3 separate regions of the Mus musculus genome follow, and regions 1 and 3 are each linked to region 2. The links are chromatin contacts, called in public HiChIP or PLAC-seq and promoter capture Hi-C maps. All regions are on one chromosome and are shown on one strand. The core of a region is the stretch at or near the end of the contact, and the rest is flanking DNA. Distances in the headings are between cores, read along the strand shown. Region 1 has its middle 120 kb from the start of Pax3. Region 2 holds the start of Pax3 (paired box 3). Region 3 overlaps Pax3 (paired box 3).

Region 1 (3,119 bases), core at 91-2,590, 120 kb before region 2:
ATTTAGGCAATAAGTTTGTCTTACCAGGCTAGACATGGCTTTAAAAAAAAAAAGAGTGTTAACATCCCCCTAAGATAGGCAGGAGAGAGACTTTTAACACTTATATTTTTGCTTTAGAATTCAAAGAATCCTTTCCTTTCAAAAGCAATGGGTCTCTGCCGCGAACTGGTCACATTCTTGTCCCAGTGCTTATTCTTATTAAATGCCTGGTTTAAAAACTATCCTTCTTTGAAATGGGTTTCTCGAAGCAGCCATAACCCAACAAGACACTTGGTGCCCGGAAGAGTGAAGCAATGTGACAAAGTAAAGGAAGGGGTAAGACATTAGCATATGGTTTGGATTTCGGGTTTTTCTCTTGTCTGCTGCGTTTTTTTGACTTGACTTTCCCAGGTTTTTTTTTTTTTTTCTTTTTTTCTTTTTTTCTTTTTTTCCCTGTAGTTTAGAAGCACTGAGAGCTGTCAGGGTCTAGTTTTCTTCTCCAGGCAGTATCTTCCCTCAAGAGTCAATGAGCTACTTCATGTGAGCAGCCTTCCTCAGTGAGACATAGTCTTCCCACTCACTGACCTCTAACTTCTTGACTGAATATAAGGGGGCGCTCCCAAATCGTGAGAGCCCTAAGACAAAGCTTCAATTTCCAAACTGAAACTAAAAGGCCTTGCAAACCAAAGACACATCTGCATGTTCTTTACAACCCTACTTGAAACATATTTTAATAACAAAATAACAAGCCTCCTCCACTCCAAATGTTCTACCAGAAAAGTGATAAAAGTTTCAAATAACCAATTAATTGGTTTTACATACTGATAAATTTCAAACAAAACTCTCATCTCAGAGGCTTTTTTCCTATGGAGAAATAGAAAGTATAAAAATCATATTCTAAAATCTTAGGAATAGACTCAAAATTATCTGTTTCCACCTCAGCTCCCAAACAAGAGAACCCATAGCATAACTTCACTCCCGAGGAAAGGCAAACCTGTCTTTACTTCCGCAGATGCTAAAATCCCCCACAATCCTGTGCGAGTTGACAGCGTGGAGAAATGTGAGGGTTTAGTGTTTGTTTCTTTTATCTTATTTTTTGGTTTTGACTTCTGGGAATTTTGTTTGGTTGGTTCATTCCGTTTGGTTTTTGGTTTGGGGCTTTGGGTAGTTTGTCCTAAATCATGCCCCTCTCGCTTGCTATTAGACGCCTTTTCTCCCATAGAGCCTCACTTGTTACGGTGTTTTACCAGCAAAGCCATTCCGAAGTTAATTGTTGTTTTACACAGTAGTGAAACCCAATCACAACGACAAACACACTCAAGGCACACACCCCCTCCGTCTTCGAGCAACGACAATCCCAGCTGTTCCTGCCTGTGACCCCCGTCCTCGGTCCTCGAGGCGAGCACGCCACCGCCTTTGAAGTGGAGCGCACCTCTGTGACCCGCTTGTCCTTCACTTGGAACTGTTTCCCTAAGCCTGACCCTTGAACTGATTGTCTGATGACTAATTCACGTGCTAGAGGAAGGTAACCGGTATCACTGACCCGCCTGCGTTTGTCATTAAGGGTTTGTAGTAAAAAGAAAGATGAAAGAGAAAAGTGTAATATTAAACCAGCAGCCAAACATGGTAGGATATGTTTTGAAAATGTGACTTATAAAAGAAATGGGCAACTCACTGTAAAGAAGTCTTTCAAGTTATGGGGGAAGCCTGAATATACGTTATGTATAGCTTCTAGCTTCCCGGATTCTTCACTCGTCCTAGACCACTAGCTACTGGAGCTGAAAGTATACCAAATTGTATAACAGCCCCATGATGCAAATCTCAAAATCATATCAGAAAAATGTAAAGATCTGCTGTTAAATGATGCCAGCATCTGAAAGGAGTCTGGCTGGCCACCACTCTTCCCATAACAAAGTCAGGCGACAACTAAAGAAAAGTGTGTGTATTGACACTTCTGAATGAAAAGCTACTTGAATCTTTAAATACATTGTCAACTTTACAGAGTTTAAGACAACCTCCTCTCTTACTCATGCATGCAGAAAATGAAAATCCTGTTTAAAAACTTCTTATTGTGAGAAACAATTTAATTAAATGTTATTTTGTCAACAAGATTTGCATTTCTATTAATACTGTGAAAGGAGGTTCGCAAGGGTCACAATGAAATTTCTTTTAAGGAAATAGCAAGGCCTCTAAATGTGGATAATGGGTCTTTGAACAGACTCTAAAGACTGACTTCCATAGACTGGACCAGTTCTTTTAAAGCAATACATAATAAGAAGTCAAATAAACGGGGTGGGGCAGAATGGTAAGATTAAAAAGAGAGTAAAAGATTAAAAGAGGGAAAGAATATAAGGAAAATTCAAAAGGAAAAAAGATCAAAAAGGGGGATTAACCATGTTACTTGTTGTTTTTCAGAAATTAAAAAAGTATGGCGGATGAGGGGTTTGTTTCCTTTCGGCCCAAGAAAAATGCCAATTATGGTAGCTAAACTGCCCGGATCACATATCGGCATGCTTTGGAAATGTGAGAAATGGATGGGAAATATAAACACAGGGCAATAGCTTACAGTTATGTTATGAATTAAGCCAGAAAAATATCAAGATTTAGTCACTGACTAAGCTGCCAAGGTTAATTTTCCCTGATGAATTTGAGCAAGATCAGATAGAAACAATAGCACTGGGAGTCTCCTGCTGTAGGCAGCAACCCTCTGCCTTCTCGAAGCAAGCCAGTTCTTCAGTTTCTCAGGGAGGGAAAACAAAACAAAACAAGACAAAACCAGTCTAAGAGAATGTATCCATCGAGGAGTAATGAAGTCCTGAAAGCCACCCTTCCTTATTGAATTCATGTGATCAGTGTCCTGGGTTCTGAGGATAGATCTCTGATAATAAGATAAAGCCAGACAGTGGGGACTTAGTCACTTAATAGTAGCTTTGAGATATAAGGACCTTTGGGCTTTTCTTCCTATACACTTTTGACGTGAGGCATTAAACTACAATGCATTTCAAGATGCACAAGCCATTTGGCTTATATTTATTAATCAACCTGGTGAAATTAATTTGGCACATCTTTGAATGGAAGATAGAATCTACTAAGTGTGTGTGTGTGTGTGTGTGTGTGTGTGTGTGTGTGTGTGTGTGTGT
Region 2 (3,175 bases), core at 435-2,934:
CTGGTTGACTCGGCCCTGGCCAAGAGGGGTGGACACTGGGAAGAGATGGCGAAAGGAGAGAGCCCGAGAAAGTCATTTAGGAAGAATAGAAAGCAGCAAAAAGAACCTAATTCTGCATCCTTCTGGCCAATTTGCCTGTGACAGTTAAAACACAAACCACCAAGCTCTGGGCTCCCAGTCCCGGACCCTTAAGGTTCTATTTATTCAAATAATTACCCGATGCAAGGTCATATAATCTTTTGGAAATTGAGCGATCGGAATGAGGTAACTGGCTGTAGAGAAACTGTATTTTCTCTTTTATTTGGGGGAGGGGGGCTGTGCTGCAAGTTGGAGGGAGACCTAGGACTGATGTCTAAAATGTCTTGCGATAACTGCCTCAAAGTCCTGAGAAGGCAGAGGTCCCGATAAGGGTATAGTAGGCAAGGGTTGGGGAGGCTCCCGAAAGGAGACACAGGTGACAGCAGGTATCACCTGTTACACTTAAAAAATAAAAATGGCAGCGAGCCTAGCTGTGGACACCACTGCCGAAATGACCGCCCTTGCACGTCACGTTTTACTCTGGATCGAGGTCGAAGGGCTCCTCCAGAACCCCAGTCTCCTGCTTTTACTTCCCAAATTATTTGGTCGGGTTCGGGTTTGCAGTAATTTCTACCTCCCCGAAATTTCCCAGCACCTTTAAGCAAACCGAAAGGCATTGCCAACCATTTTAGAAACTTCGAGATGCCACTTGAGTTGAGTGGAATTTGCTAATCAATGCTAAAACTTTTCAACTAGGAAGGGCCACCAGAATTTTTCACAGCAGGAAAATTCTTGCCGAACTAATAGTAGTTATTCAAAAGTGAACGCAGCCCGCACAATTTCGTAGCAACTTTAGGTGAACAGAAAGAGAACTTGCTTCCGGCGCTGCGAAGCTTGTTCACCTTTCTCACGGCAGCAATTCCGAAACAACAGGGCAAAGTGGAGCCGGCAGGAGCAGGCCAGGCAAGCTCCGAGAGCTTGTAGTGAGCTTAGCACTCCGTTTGCAGCCAGAACGTGAAATGGGGCTTCTCCCGCTCTCCACGAGAACCCCCTCCCCACTTTTGCTTCTTGGGTTGAGAAGTACCACGGGAAGAGGCTCCCGGTAAGGCACGAGTGGAGGCCCTGGAGACCAGGATTGGGGTGCGGCAGCCAATCCCAGGCCCGGGGATCCGGACGAGCTGAGGCCCTAACATACCTTCCAGCGGGAAGCCGCTGCGTGGGTAATTCTGCCCCGGGCCGGGCCGCATCATCCTGGGCACAGCGCCGGCCAGCGTGGTCATCCTGGGGGCAGCTTCGCTCGCAAATTATATCCAGGTGAAGGCGAGACGAAAAAGCGAGCACAGTGCGGCGGGTGACCCTCGGGAACTCTCCGGATCTCGGAGAGCTCCTCCCCCAAAAAAGGCCAGAGAGGGAGGCGGGGCGCGGGGAGGGGGGCGCTAATAGATCCAAGTCCACAGGCTCCAGAGGAGTCCCTTGAGTGCAGGATCCCAAGCCCAGGGCGGACGAGTTTGGTGCGAGTCTAGCAGATCGGCCCCTCAGCTGGGGCTACTGGCAAAGGTGCTCACTGCACCGCGAAGATCGGGTGAGGGAGGGTGGTGACGAGGCAGGAACACGTCCCAAGTCTCCTCCCGTCGTGACACCGAGTGCAGGGATCCGGACTAGGGAGCATTTATTAGTTCTTTCACCCAAAGCTTGATCAGGAGCCCTGAGCTGCGATTGGCCGAGGAGGAGACCGTCCCGGGTGGCAAAGACACGCGCTGATTGGGCGACAGAAGCTACTTTCTCTTCCCATCCCTGACGGTCCCCAGGCCTCCGCCGACCCAGAGGGGGACTAGCTCTGTGTCCCTTTCTCAAGAGAAGGGTGGACAGGTTGAAACTAGGAGAGGCAGCTTGGGTGGCAAGAGCCAGTGAGGATGGAAAAAGGCTCGCGGTGTCCCTGTCCCTCTACATGAGATTCAGCCTTGATCATCTTGGTTTTCTATTACTCTGTCCTAATCTCTTTCCGCCTTTCTCTGGAAACCTTGCTATATCCGCCCCTTATTTCCTCTGTCTGCCCCTGCTTTTCACCTGTGGATTTCGCTTCGGGATTACTAATACGGAGATGGCGGTGGAGCAAATTTGGAAAGGGGCACAGAGAATTCCGGATGTGTTTCCTTTTCCTTTCTCTGGTCTGCCTCTGGGCCTGAGCTCCCTATGTGAGCCTCCCAGAAAGGCATCTCTCAGGAAGAGTCCAAGATGTGCCCAGAAGGTCCTTTTGTCTTTCTTAGGCTGGGAATGAAAGACAGGTGGCATAGCCATGACAGAGACTGAAGAGGTTAGGCCTCCCCTGGGCTCCAAGTTGCAAGCAATGGGGAAGCCAGCTCCTTTTCTTGGTTTAAAAACCCTTCTGAGAAGCGGGGACTTTAAATCTCCACGTACACATTCATCCCCGATGCACTTGCATCTATATGTTGAGGTTTTGCCCGGGTGCAGCGTTTGTTCTCAGGAATTTATTATGGCATTCAGACTAAACTGCTGGAAAAATAAAAGAAGCAACGTCTTGGCTAGGAGCTGAAGTGTCCCCAGCAGGATATGACGCCAGGAGTGTTGTAAAGACTGTCTGTCCTTAGAGAAGGTACCATTGTGCCTAGCCTTTTATTTATAACTTGGTAAGTGCCAGCGAACACTCCTCCCTTACACCCCCCTCCCGTGCCAGCCCCACGTTCTGCGCTGCTCTTTATTCCCTCAAGTCTATTCAGGGACTGTCACTCTGGGGCCGAGAGGTATTCAGGGCCTTAATCAATCAAAAGGATGAGAATCAGGCAGGTTTTTTCCCCTTTGAAATAAAGGAAACAATGACTTCTGGGCTTCAAGTTCCCTTTTCTTTTTATGATATTTGAATTTTTCCTGCCCCTGAATCCTCCAACCCTCTCTCCATGTCCTCCCCCCCCCCATCTCCTTTGACAGTTTTGATGTGAACTCAGGCCCCCAATCCTACTTGCCCACCCCCTAATTAAGGCAAACTCAAGGGGGGGGGGCGTGCGTGTAGTTGTTCAAAGTCCCTGAGCTGGCCCTTTAAGAGTTCACTCCCAGTGGAGAAAGCTGGGTAGCTCTTTGCTCCCCCTGAAGTCAAAAGGGCTTATCGACCCTGGGAGCAGGCGAGACGGGCCTCTGGGGA
Region 3 (3,465 bases), core at 304-2,803, 87 kb before region 2:
TCGGGAGGAATTCATGCTCCGGACTTTATTCTTCTTGCTCTCAAGTAATCAGACGTTCTTCTGATTTAGAATTTAACAACACACATTTAGTTAATTCTTTCTAAAAAGCTTCAGTGTATGATGCACACAGTTGTTCATTGTTGATCCTTTTACTCTTCCCTCCAAAACTCTACTGAGGACACATTCTTTTAAAGATGTAATTTATCTCTAAAGTCAAACAAACAAACAAAGTCTATTGAATGCCTTTTGCCAACACAGGTATCCCTGGAGTCCATTAATGGTTAAATCTTAGCAAGTGTACTCTTGAGGCTGCAAAACCTCAATTTTAAATGATGCATGCGGCTCAGAAAACATCTTCAGATTCAAATGCCTTAGGAATTATTCTGCAATTGATTAGCATCTAAATAATTAGATTTGGGGTCCTGTCCGTTTGAAAGCTGTAAGAAAGAGGGAAGTTGCCTAAAGGCAGGGGTCTCTCTTGGGGTCTGCAGGGTGACCTCTCACCCATCGTGAGAGTCAGGCAAAGCGACAGGAGGACTTCTATCTAACTAGATAGAGAAGCATGGAACCTGCTTAGCTAAGGATGTGCTTATTATTATTATTATTATTATTATCCTTAGCTCATGTATTACACACAAGTAGCAGTGTCTAATGAGGGGTGCAAAAGACAATGAGTACCAGACACATGTGGCCCCCATGCCATGAGGACTTCCAAGTTTCATTTGCAAAGCGCATGGTAGGAAATGTTCCGATTGAAGTCTTCTTCTGTCTAGAGACCAACCACAGAAATCACATTCAGTTTCTGAATTCCTTCCAGTACCTGTTTCTCAGTAGGCTAAATGATGTTGATGGCCGTGCACTGTTTAGTATTTTCATGACTATTCTCCTTGTTTTCTTTTTGTTTTTTGAAGTGATGGGGACCAAGCCTAGAGCTCCATACATGGTAGGGAAGCACTCAGCCACTGAGCTACATCCTCAGCCAAGCAAATAGAAATGGCTCTCAATGGATACATATACATGCGTGCATATGTGTGTATCTAGTTTACTTCTAGCCAATGATGAACAGTCACGCCATTTCTACCTATCATCATCATCAAAAAAAAAAAAAAAGAATTCTATTAAGAAAAGATTCAGTCTACCTAGACAAAAAAGTCTGCTTGTTAAACACAATAGATACTAGACTATGTTGGACCCACCATGGACATAATAAACTTCTCATATGTTTTAATTCATTTACGCATGCCTGCATTTAATATGCTTTGGGACCATGTCTATAATTAATATGATTTATGAGAAAGGAACACTTCAATATTGGAGGATAAGGCACATATATTTTTTCCTTCTATGAATGAAAAATATAAGAAAATAGCTCAAGGAAAAATTGTTGGCCCATAGCGTATTCCCATGGACTGACAGAGCCCTTCGTAAACTTGGGAAGTTAATGATATCCTCTTATCTGACCCTGACACATTCGCAGCATGTAATTTACAGAAGCTCTGTCCGGGGAATCTTGACAAATGTTCCTGGGGATGTCAGGGCAATGTTCCATTCTAATGCAAAACAGATGTGGGTCAGACACCCTCATTCATCACTTAGCACAGAGTCTCCAACTCTTTCTTTCCACGGAGGAATAGCATTACCTGCTGTTAACCCTTCTCATTGCAGGGACTTTCTCACAATCACAGTAGACCTCTAAAGAGTGTGCTCTCAAACCCTCGACTACTTAAGCAACCTGTCTGAGAACTCAACTGTAGTAGATCAAACATACATCAGCTTTGGTCCGTGATTGCTTCGGGATATGTTTGCTAAATGCTAACTGACCCTTTGGGACTTCTAACTATAGAAAGGAAAATCTCTATACTTGGGCATCCTTTGGGGCTTTGATGAGATGGCAGTTTGGAATTTCTCTCTTATTTCCTATAAACTAAACCTGCATTTAAGAAAATGCAGAGCGGAGCCACCCTGATAAGCATCTACCCTTCACTTCACCAAACTTGGTACATTGCTCAACATAAGACCCATAAATAGCTTCCAACAAATTAGAAACCCACATTGCCTGCCTGCAATGAGTTCAACTCCACCTCCTTGAGGAAAGGAAGTAGGAGACTGAGTGTACATTCCCTTCTCCCTAAAACTCTTCCCTCCACCCAGAGCTTAGACAAGAGGAAGGATGGCTTGAAACCTAGTAGTTTTGATCTTGGGGTTCTGTTTAGAATTGCACCCAAACTGCAGTCAAGTGACTAACAAGGATCTTTTTCTTTCATTTGCCCTTTTATCTGCCCTACCTAAGCATTAGTAGTCAGTCAGTTTGTAGCCTTTTCTTTAAAGTTGGTCATTCTCTTGTATCCTTACTTAGAGGTCAGAGAATGTGTGGAGGCAGAGGGCATATCTGACATTAATTAAAAACAGGTTCACCTGTGCAAGAGTGAACTGTTTTAAAGATGAATGGGCCATGAGTCAGGTCTCCACCTGTGTTATCAATCGTTCATTCCTTCCTGGGAAATGTTCCTTTAAATGTTGATAGTTTGGCATTCAACACATTATAAATATAGTCGTGTGACATCCACAGAGGCAAGTTGAGCCTGAGCAGGGTTTTCCCACAGAGGAACACAGGCAGGGGATCAGCTCCATGTGGGGCCATGTATGAGCCTCAGAACAGATTATAAAAGGTTAACTAGAACTTTTTAAGAGCAAGTTGCTTCAGGGACGCATAAGTATTTTGTATGAGAAAAAGGACCGTTGTTTCTTTTAAAAGACACTTCTGTTAATTCAGCAATATGGATTGGCTGCACAGTGTCTCACAACAACAACAACAACAACAAAACATTCCCTTCCACAAAGCACACGGTCTATGAATGCATGTGTCCATATGTATGTGGGTATTCTCAGACGTTTAGAAAGCAGACATTAATTTTGAGTGTCTTCCTCCATCACTTTCCATCTGATCTTTGAGACATAGTCTCTCCTGGAATCCGAAGCTTACAGAGTCCAGTAAGTTAGCTGGATGGCCTGAAGCCCCAGTGACCCTTCAGTCTCCGTTTCTCCAGCATTGGAACTATGGTATACACCCTAGTGTCCAGTTTTTAACATAGGTGCTGGGTATAAGAAGTAAGGTCCAAATGCTTATACAGCAAGCGCTTTACCAACTGAGCCATCTGTTCGTCCATCCATCCCCGCACTTCACAGTCTCATATGTCAAGTGAAATAAGCTCAACTCCTCATGTCCTCACTTACATAGGGAAGCTCAAAAAACGCATTTACAAAGCAAAAGAGGAGATGGAAGGGGAGGAGGGGAAGGAAGAGCAGGAAAAACAACAGTAAAACCTGAGTATAGCATTTTCAGGAAGGTGTGGGAGAATGGGCAGGGGGACAAAGAGATGGATCATGGGTCTATAGGTCAAATTTGATATAAAAAAGTAACAAAATATTCTAATTATGATTGTCAACAAATAACTGGATATTTCA

Evidence for each region. Promoter capture Hi-C pulls out the DNA fragments that hold promoters and counts their contacts. HiChIP or PLAC-seq counts read pairs in DNA pulled down with a chosen protein or histone mark.
Region 1: a contact with region 2 is called in a promoter capture Hi-C map of cranial neural crest. The contact joins the enhancer-like site here to the promoter of Pax3 in region 2. A contact is called at or near these places in 6 of 39 promoter capture datasets (the 3T3-L1 cell line, 3T3-L1-derived adipocytes, cranial neural crest and 3 more), 2 of 484 Hi-C or Micro-C datasets (granulosa cells and uterus) and 1 of 115 datasets of contacts at active chromatin or transcription factors (craniofacial prominence).
Region 3: a contact with region 2 is called in an H3K4me3 HiChIP or PLAC-seq map of craniofacial prominence, with 2.6 times the contacts expected there. The contact joins the enhancer-like site here to the promoter of Pax3 in region 2. A contact is called at or near these places in 6 of 39 promoter capture datasets (the 3T3-L1 cell line, 3T3-L1-derived adipocytes, cranial neural crest and 3 more), 2 of 484 Hi-C or Micro-C datasets (the MC3T3-E1 cell line and pancreatic cancer cells), 4 of 115 datasets of contacts at active chromatin or transcription factors (craniofacial prominence, embryonic hindbrain, embryonic midbrain and 1 more) and 1 of 9 other capture datasets (liver).

Annotation. Positions count from the first base shown.
Region 1 is chr1:78,080,546-78,083,664 of GRCm38.p6, forward strand. No RefSeq gene overlaps it. Among named protein-coding and RNA genes, the nearest start is that of Pax3, 120 kb to the right of the region's middle. Within about 2 kb of position 1,341, at least 12 of the 459 cell types and tissues checked have an H3K27ac peak or open chromatin away from gene starts, as enhancers often do.
Region 2 is chr1:78,195,452-78,198,626 of GRCm38.p6, forward strand. It overlaps Pax3 (paired box 3), which reads right to left and starts at 1,685. Exons shown (of 8, transcript NM_008781.4): 1 at 1,214-1,685; 2 at 1-35. The coding sequence starts at 1,298. RefSeq lists a promoter at 1,249-3,175, an enhancer at 2,404-3,014 and cis regulatory regions at 2,404-2,636, 2,792-3,014.
Region 3 is chr1:78,108,963-78,112,427 of GRCm38.p6, forward strand. The region is part of intron 7 of Pax3 (paired box 3); the gene reads right to left. Among named protein-coding and RNA genes, the nearest start is that of Pax3, 86 kb to the right of the region's middle. Within about 2 kb of position 1,554, at least 6 of the 459 cell types and tissues checked have an H3K27ac peak or open chromatin away from gene starts, as enhancers often do.